Regions from separate parts of the Mus musculus genome. Here region 1 is linked to region 2. Evidence: chromatin contacts called from public HiChIP or PLAC-seq data. All regions are on one chromosome and are shown on one strand. Each heading gives the region's core, a stretch centred on a gene start, on an enhancer-like site or on the middle of the called end of the contact. The rest is flanking DNA. Distances are from core to core; before and after follow the strand shown.

Region 1 (3,992 bases), core at 767-3,266, 400 kb before region 2:
TCTAGGCCCCCAGGCTCACTCAGTACCTGTAGCTTCTCTCAGCTCTTTTCACCCCACCCCTAACCTAAATCTCTTCACCTCATGTCTTCCCTGGATTCCCTTAGCTTCTGATTCCTACAAAAACCTGCCATTTCTGCCATGGACTCTTTGACCTCTCCTCTCTTTGGCACTCCTTCCCTTGAAGGAACACCACCATATTCCAGGATCCCTTAATGCTTATCTGTAAGCACATAGACCTCTGTGCCTCCTACAGCTGGTGGCCTTTTCTTTTTTAAAGATTTATTTATTTTATTTATGAGTACACTGTAGCTGTTTTCAGACACACCAGAAGAGGGCATCAGATCCCACTACAGATGGTTGTGAGCCACCATGTGGTTACTGGGAATTGAACTCAGGACCTCTGGAAGAGCAGTCAGTGTTGAGCCATTTCTCCAGGCCAGGCCTTTCTTTTTTCTTTTCTTTCTTTCTTTCTTTTTTTTTTTTTTTTAAAGACAGGGTTTCTCTGGTAGCCCTGGCTGTCCTGGAACTCACTCTGTAGGACCAAGCTGGCTTCAAACTCAGAAATCCGCCTGCTTCTGCCTCCCAAGTGCTGGGATTAAAGGTGTGGGCCACCACTGACCGGCCATTTGCAATTTCTAAGAATTTTGGGGAGAAACTTTTCTATTTTGTTAAAATAGATACAATTGGGGCTGGAGAGATGGCTCAGTGGTTAAGAGCACCTACTACTCTTCCAGAGGTTCTGAGTTCAATTCCCAGCAACCACATGGTGGCTCACAACTATCTGTAATGGGATCTGATGCCCTCTTCAGTTGTGTCTGAAGAGAGCAATGGTGTACTAATATAAATAAAATATATCTTAAAAAAAAAAATAGATACAATCTCCCCAACCTTAGGGATATAACTCAGTGCTTTTAGCATTAACACAAGTGTGCTGAGACCGTGAGTTCTTCAACATGTTACCCTTTAGTCGTGTTTTTAGCATCCACTTTTCATGTCCAGCAGCAATTACTGAAGTGTTTGCCTAACGGCAGACAGTTTTCTATAAAATTTTTATTACACTTATTGACTTGAATCAGAACCTAAAGGAAAGCTAAACTATTTGAGGTTCTGGATAGTATAAATATAACTTATCCCCACCTTAGTCCCGGGCTTATAGCAATGAAGTAATGGTTTGTGGGTTCGGGATTTGAAGGGCTCAGGAACAGACCTGGCTAACTTCATTTTGTTTCTGAGTCACTTCTGTCCTAAAGAATTTTCCTAAGTCTCATACTGCTACCACGGGTGTCAGATGAGTCTGGAACTGCTTAAGTTTCTTTATGGTCTTTGGCACTGACACAAGTCTGCAAGGCCTACCTAAGGTCCACCCCAAACTAAAAGGACCCCCAATCGGCTCTGCTTCTCCTTCCTTTTTTGACACGGAGGATGCTGTAAGCACAGCGAACATTTTTAGTCATCAGATCTTTGTCCTTCCTGGTGTGATGATATTGCGAGTAAAACTCCTTTCCTATCCTCCGCATCGCGCATCTTATCCGTTGACTTTCTAGGATGGGTGTACCTCCAACATTGTCCTTGGGACGACCCAGAGCCGGAGGTCCATTGTCATTCGCAAACTCAAAAGTGACTATTGAGCTCAACAGAGGCCAGCTCATAGATGAGCTCCCAGCGTCCCTCGCACTCCCGCGCTCCCCGGCTCCCGGCAGCCTCTACGCGCCTCTCTCCCGGCGCGCCCCGCGGCCGCAACTCAGCCCCACCCGGAGCGACAGCCGTTAGAAGTGCCAGGCTTGCGGCTGGTCCCGCCCATCCCGGTCTCCATAGCGCCTCGCAATTGGGCCGCGCGCGCCTCGCGCTGCCGATTGGCGGCCGCCTCAGCCCGCTCCCGGCTCCCCCAATGCGCGGAGGCCGTGCGCCGTGATTGGTAGCCCTCCGCCAAGGCCCGCCTTCCGCTCGCCCGCGCGGCAGCGGGTCTCAAGAGCCGAGCGCTTTGCAAGGGCCTTCGCGGGTTGTGGCGGCGCCGGGGTCGGTGAGGGTCGACCGGCTGTGGTCGGGCTGCGGGCGGCTCGGGCAGGTCGCGGGCGCCACAGGTAGGTGCGGGGCGCGATGGGCGCCCCGCGGGCGGCGGGCGCTGCGGCCTGGAGAGGCTGCGCCCTTTCCTTCCCTCCTTCCACCCCCACCCCTCCCGGGCGAGGCCACAGGCCGGGGCTCGGGGCGGGGCGCGGCGCGCTAGGCGGGCTGGGCCACGCGGAGTCGCGGCCTTTGTGCAGTGGGGGCCGGGCCCGGAGCCCAGGCATCATGAACGTAGGGTGCTGTCTGCCTGGTAACGAAGCCCCCTGGGCGGTGGGCCCGAAGCCATTGCCTCGCCTTCTGGCGGGAGAGGTGTGGGCAGGGACACCTCAACGCCCCGAACTCCGCCTGTTTTGTTTGGAAAAAGCCAAGAAACCGCCCAAGTCTCCACCAAATTACCCGTGGATGAAGTGTCATGTAGCTTATCAGAATGTGGTTTTACAGTAACAATGAACGTTGTAGAAATAAATGGCAAGTGGCAACCTGTTGACAGCGATACATGTCAAGTAGTATCATCCAGTGGATTTGGGTTGCTGATGGTAGGAATTTGATTTGCCATCTTGCATGCTTGCATGTACCTTATTGCCAGATGCAGAGATGTCCTGTGTTGGGTTGTTGACTCTTGTATGCCAATCACTATTAGGGTGCCCACTCTCTGCTGGCTCAAACTAGACTCCCAGCCTTGGAAGTGGCTCAGTTCCCACTGTAATCCATCACTAACCGAAGATAGTGAAAGGCTGGCCCAGCTAGTGTGGCCTTTCAGTTTAGAATAGGATTTGCGGGGTGACAAAGGAATTGATGAGGTCATACTGCCTTTGGGTTGAGCGGGAGGCTGCAGCTGTAGCACTGGCCATCCGTTCAGCAAGTAGGAGTTGTTCACATGTTTTGGGTAAGCCCTGTGCCAGGGTCCAGGGGAGCCAGCAGTGGGTCTGACTTGCTCACAGTCTAATTGGCAAATCAAAATCTGCATCCATAGGTCCAGTCAGCTGAAGAATAGTGAGGTTTACAGGCAGGAGGGCTACCCTTTGAGCTGTGTTGCCAAACATGTGGAGCAGGCAGTTCACAGTGGCTGTCTGAATTTTACCTTGTGAGAAACATGATTTTGACTGGTTTGCCCAGTTTGGCCTTCTCTTGTCATCATTCCCCTCCCATGTGATCCTATGTACTTTTCACATCAGTTTCCTTTGACATCTTCCATGACTCCCATCTCCAGTACTGTCTGTCCTCCCTTCTGATCTCCAATCTCCTGCTTCTAGTTGTCTATTCCACTTTAACACCAAATAGGTTGATTCACTCCAAGAGATAACCACAGTCCGTGCCAGAACAATCCTTATGCCTGTCTAAAGTCACCTTGGTGCCTCTCATAGGCCTGCATGTATCTCCTAAGAAGCCTTGCCACCTGTTTACAACACCAGACCATTTCCCAGAAACTGTAACCTAAAGTCCCTGTCCAAGCTATCTGGTGAGCTTTTAAACTCTTCTAATTTGATCCCTACTCTTACTCTCTTAGGTTTTCTGGACACAGAGTGATTCATTAAATTGTAAGGTGTTATAAAACTGAGGTAGTGCAGACTTAGGCCTGCTTGTTTGAGTGGCAAAGCAGCTGTACCACTTCCTAGCTTTGTAACCTTGAGCAAATTGTTTAACCTTTCTGTCAGAGTACTGAGTGAATTGCATAAAATCCTTAGAGCAGGACCTGTGTGAGGTTTAGCTGCCATTGTTACCCATGGATCAGTGATACCACTGTTTTGATCCCTTCTGTGCAGTATCCTGCTACTCAAGATAAAAATGTAAAAAACTGAATACTTGTTGCCCAGGTCAGTTTCACTCAGCATACTATCTCTAGCGTGGCCACACCATGGCTCTGCCCCAGGGTCTTTGCTTTTCCTTTAAGTATCTTCTACAGTGACCCTCCTTTTTACTCTTGTTAA
Region 2 (4,110 bases), core at 437-2,936:
CTCCAGCCTGAGGTAAGGGGCTTCACCTTTTTTTTTTAAAAGATTTATCTATTTATTTTATGCATATGAGTACACTGCAGCTGTACAGATGGTTGTGAGCCTTCATGTGGTTGTTGGGAGTTGAAATTTTAGGACCTCTGCTTGCTGCTCACTCCGGCCCAAAGATTTATTTATTATTATAAGTACACTGTAGCTGACTTCAGATGTACTCATTGCAGGTAGTTTTGAGCCACCATGTGGTTGCTGGGATTTGAACTCAGGACCTTTGGAAGAATAGTTAGTATTCTTACCTGCTGAGCCATCTCACCAGCCTGGGGCTTCACCTTTTAAAAGAGCACTTTTGAATGTGTTTTGGGCCCTGAGACAGACCTGGGCCGACTTCAGGTTCTTTATCTCCTGGCCCAGTGGTGGTAGTGGTGGTGGTGGGTTAAGGAGTTAACTCTGTGCTTTCATTGTACCGCTCAGCCAGACTTCTCACTTCCTGTCCTGCTCTTTTCTCTTCCAAACCTTTCCTGGACTCTTAACGGCGGCTCTGCAGGTGGACAGTTGGCAGGAAGACTGCACTTGGCTGAGTTCCCTCCAAAGGACCTGCCCAACTCAGAGCTCTGGCTGAGCTCCCAGGGCAGATTTGCAGTGGGGGTGGGTATGGGGGCAGAAGGCTAGGCCTGGATCTTGTACTCAGTGCTGGGAATGTGCCATAAAACTATCTGAGTGCCCAGAGCAGCACTGGACAGGTACCCTTGCTTCTGCCAGCAAGGAACCCCCCATCTGTTGTGACAAGTCCTATGTCCAACATCTTGGGCCAAGACCTGGTAAAGTTGGAATGTCTGACGACTTGACCTTGACTTTACCTACCTATAACAAGTTAGCATCTTTCACTCATGGCTCCATGTATCTATCGTAGGTTGAAATCCTGGGACTTTGGTGGAGGGGCAATAAGAGTGAGTCAGATATGCTGGAGGTGACTGGCCTTCCCCACTTTTCACTTCCTTCCCCTGAACAGATTGGTTTTTCATTTGCTGTCTCTCCTTCCACGTTCATGCTGTTCATGAAGGCAGGTGTGAGTTTAGCATGTGGAGCCTTGTTCCCAGGCTTTAGCCCTGTCTCTGCCTGGGCTTTTTTTCTCCATTGTATAGGCAGCTCCTTCCCCAGATCTGGTCCAGAGACTCTGGGCTTCTCTGTTAGATTCTGACATCCATTAAGCCATTTCCTCCTCTGTTGATATTCTTTGTGCCATTCCCTGATCCACAGAGACTGCTGGTCCTTTATTTTCACTAGAGCTCTTCACTTTCTTCACAGCCGTTCGGCGTTTAGAAGACCACTTTAGGGAATATGTTGGCACTGGGACAGACCTGGGCCTCCAGGAGTAAAGATCGTTCAGGTCCAGCTATACCTCCTCAATTCACTAATCCCGGATTCCCCACTCCTACCCACCCCAGACCCTGGCGCCAGCACTGTCAGTCCTTGTGACCCTACCAGCACTAGGGACCCCTTTTGGTACCTCGCTGCCAAGGCTGCGTCCCACCTCTCGGTTCAGCCAATGGCACGCCTCATTTCCTGCTAGCCCCGCCCTTGGCCCCGCCCACTCGCTCATTCCCTAGGCCTCTCGTGCTCATGCCCCGCCCCGCGTCTGGAGCTCGGGTCCTACCTCCCTCCGCCACCCCACCCCCCGCCCAGCTCGGCGTTCATTGGTTAGTGCGGGCCGGAGGCGGGGTGGCGCGGGCCGGAGCAGGACGGCCGCCATCTTGCGCGAGCCGGAATCTCATCCCGCTCCTGCGGCCTAGAGTGCGCGCGAGTCGGTGGCGTTCTCTTGCCGCGGCCCAGCTGGATCCCTCGCCTGCCGCCCCTCAGCCCCAGGTCGGAGTCCGGCCTTCACCCACTCCTCTCGGCCAGGTCCGGCCTCCCCGCGGGGTCACGCGGCTGCCCCGGGGACGATGAACGGAGGATAAATGGTGCCCAAGGCAGACAGCGGTGCCTTCCTGCTGCTCTTCCTGCTGGTTCTCACTGTCACCGAGCCGCTGCGGCCAGGTGCGCGGTGCTGAGGGTGGGGGCGCGGTCGGGGGTGGGGCTGCGGACGTCCGTTCCCCCGCGGCTGCTGGGGGCTACTGCTCCTCGGCCCGGCACAGGCGAGGCCTGGCCGCGGGCCTCTGGGCGTCCCCTGCCCTGGCACAAATTGGAGTGTACCAGGGTTCGGAGCCTCGAGGATGTTGCCTTTAGACCCAGGTCCACCGAGCGCCGCGTGCTCTGGGACCCACTGGCCAGGAGCTGCGTCTCGGGCGCACCCTTCTGCTTGGCTGAGTGGAAGTCTTGGAAGCAGCTTGTGGAGGCACCTGGTGCCCCAAGTGTCCGCCCAATTGTGGCCTAGTGCCAGCGTTTCAGCCCTGGACAGCGATGTCTGGTTGCTCATTGCCACTTAGTGAAACGCTTTATCACAGAAGTCCAGCCCTGCCCAAAGGAGGTACTGGGAGTAAACTGAGTACCAGGTGCAGGGGAGAGTCCTTTCAGCGGTGCCTGGCACTTAGTGCTTTGTGTGGTGTGATTAACTACTTTTGATACTCCCTTGGAGTTTTGTGTGGTGGGGAACCTCAGGTCCCTTTTCTGCTTATTTCAGATACTTCTGAACTGTGCCCCCCCCCCTGCAAAAAAAAACCTTCACTGCACCCTACTTCCGCAACAAAGCCAGGTCAATTTATCCATCAGGCACAGGAATACCAGTACAGCCTCACTGTCCCTTTAGGGATCCCAGCAGGGATGTCTTGTCTGTGAACTTTCAGAGACTCCTCTGTACTAGGGCGGTGGTAAGTAGAGCTCTTAATGCTTTTAGCAGAGGAAGGTTCCCATGAAGGAATGCCCCAGGCAAGTCTTCTATGGGTGACATCATGACTGGGTGTCAGAACAGGTGGGTGCACCCTCAGCAGTGTCCTATCTCAGCTCCCATCCTGCAACATATTTCAATGCTTGGCTTTGTGCTTTTGTCCCATGTGGAAATGTCTGCCAGAGCCTCAGTGACCAAGCCCAAGACAACACTCAACTGAACAGAGCGTTTCCCTGGGCTCCAGGAAGGGAAAAGCCAGCTGCTCTGCATAGTGAACTGACTGGTTGTAAAGTAGCCCGCTAGGAACCCTTGTGGATATGATTCTCTTGTCAGGCTAAAGGGTTTGTGGGTTCTTACCTTTTACATATTGGTAAACATGTTTGTATACTTCTGCATACAGTGAACCCATTCTGATTGTTGGGTCCAGTTTTGCAGGTGAGGTCCAATGCCCCTTGCCAGTCTGTTCCTATATCCTGCCAGCTGGCTGAGAGCATTTCAGAAAGGACATGTGAGTTCTTGCTGCCTGCCCAACGATAGAGGTATTCGAATGCAGAACACACAACCCTCTCTTTAGAAGTGCTCAGTATAGAAGAAGAGAGCAAGTATGAATTCTTCAGTATATTGCTGTGTATTGGGCATCCCCAGAAAGATGGCAGAGGCCATCCATGTGCACATGCGCAGCAGGGGAGCCCTCATACGATCTAAATGGGACCTACAGTGGAAGAGGCTCCAGTGGAGGGAGTAATGGGACCTTGAATCCATGGCTTTCTAGGCTGGAGCTTGGCATCAGTCCCACAGTTCTGTCTTAAGTTGTCCTGCAGAACCCTAAGCACCCTAATGTCCCTTGATGATGTGGGCAGCAAAGACAGGGATTGCTGGGTTAGATTTTTTTTTTATTAGATATTTTCGTTGTATACATTTCAAATGCTATCCTGAAAGTTCCTTATACCCTCCCCCCTCCGCCCTGCTCCCCTACCCACCCACTCCCTCTTCTTGGCCCTGCCATTCCCCTGTACTGGGGCATATAAAGTTTGCAGTACCAAGGGGCCTCTCTTCCCAGTGATGGCTGACTAGGCCATCTTCTGCTACATATGCAGCTAGAGACATGAGCTCTGGGGGTACTAGTTAGTTCATATTTTTGTTCCACCTATAGGGTTGCAGACCCCTTCAGCTCTTTGGGTGCTTTCTCTAGCTTCTCCATTGGGGGCCCTGTGTTCCATCTTATAGATGACTGTGAGCATCCACTTCTGTATTTGCCAGGCACTGGCATAGCCTCACACGAGACAGCTATACCA

The links. HiChIP or PLAC-seq counts read pairs in DNA pulled down with a chosen protein or histone mark.
Region 1: a FOXA1 HiChIP or PLAC-seq map of pancreatic cancer cells shows a contact between it and region 2. The contact joins the promoter of Dgcr8 here to the promoter of Dgcr2 in region 2. A contact is called at or near these places in 2 of 39 promoter capture datasets (the C10 cell line and liver) and 1 of 115 datasets of contacts at active chromatin or transcription factors (pancreatic cancer cells).

What each region holds. Positions count from the first base shown.
Region 1 is chr16:18,287,192-18,291,183 of GRCm38.p6, reverse strand. Dgcr8 (DGCR8, microprocessor complex subunit) reads left to right here and starts at 2,016. Exons shown (of 14, transcript NM_033324.2): 1 at 2,016-2,081.
Region 2 is chr16:17,889,304-17,893,413 of GRCm38.p6, reverse strand. Dgcr2 (DiGeorge syndrome critical region gene 2) reads left to right here and starts at 1,686. Exons shown (of 10, transcript NM_010048.3): 1 at 1,686-2,028. The coding sequence starts at 1,950.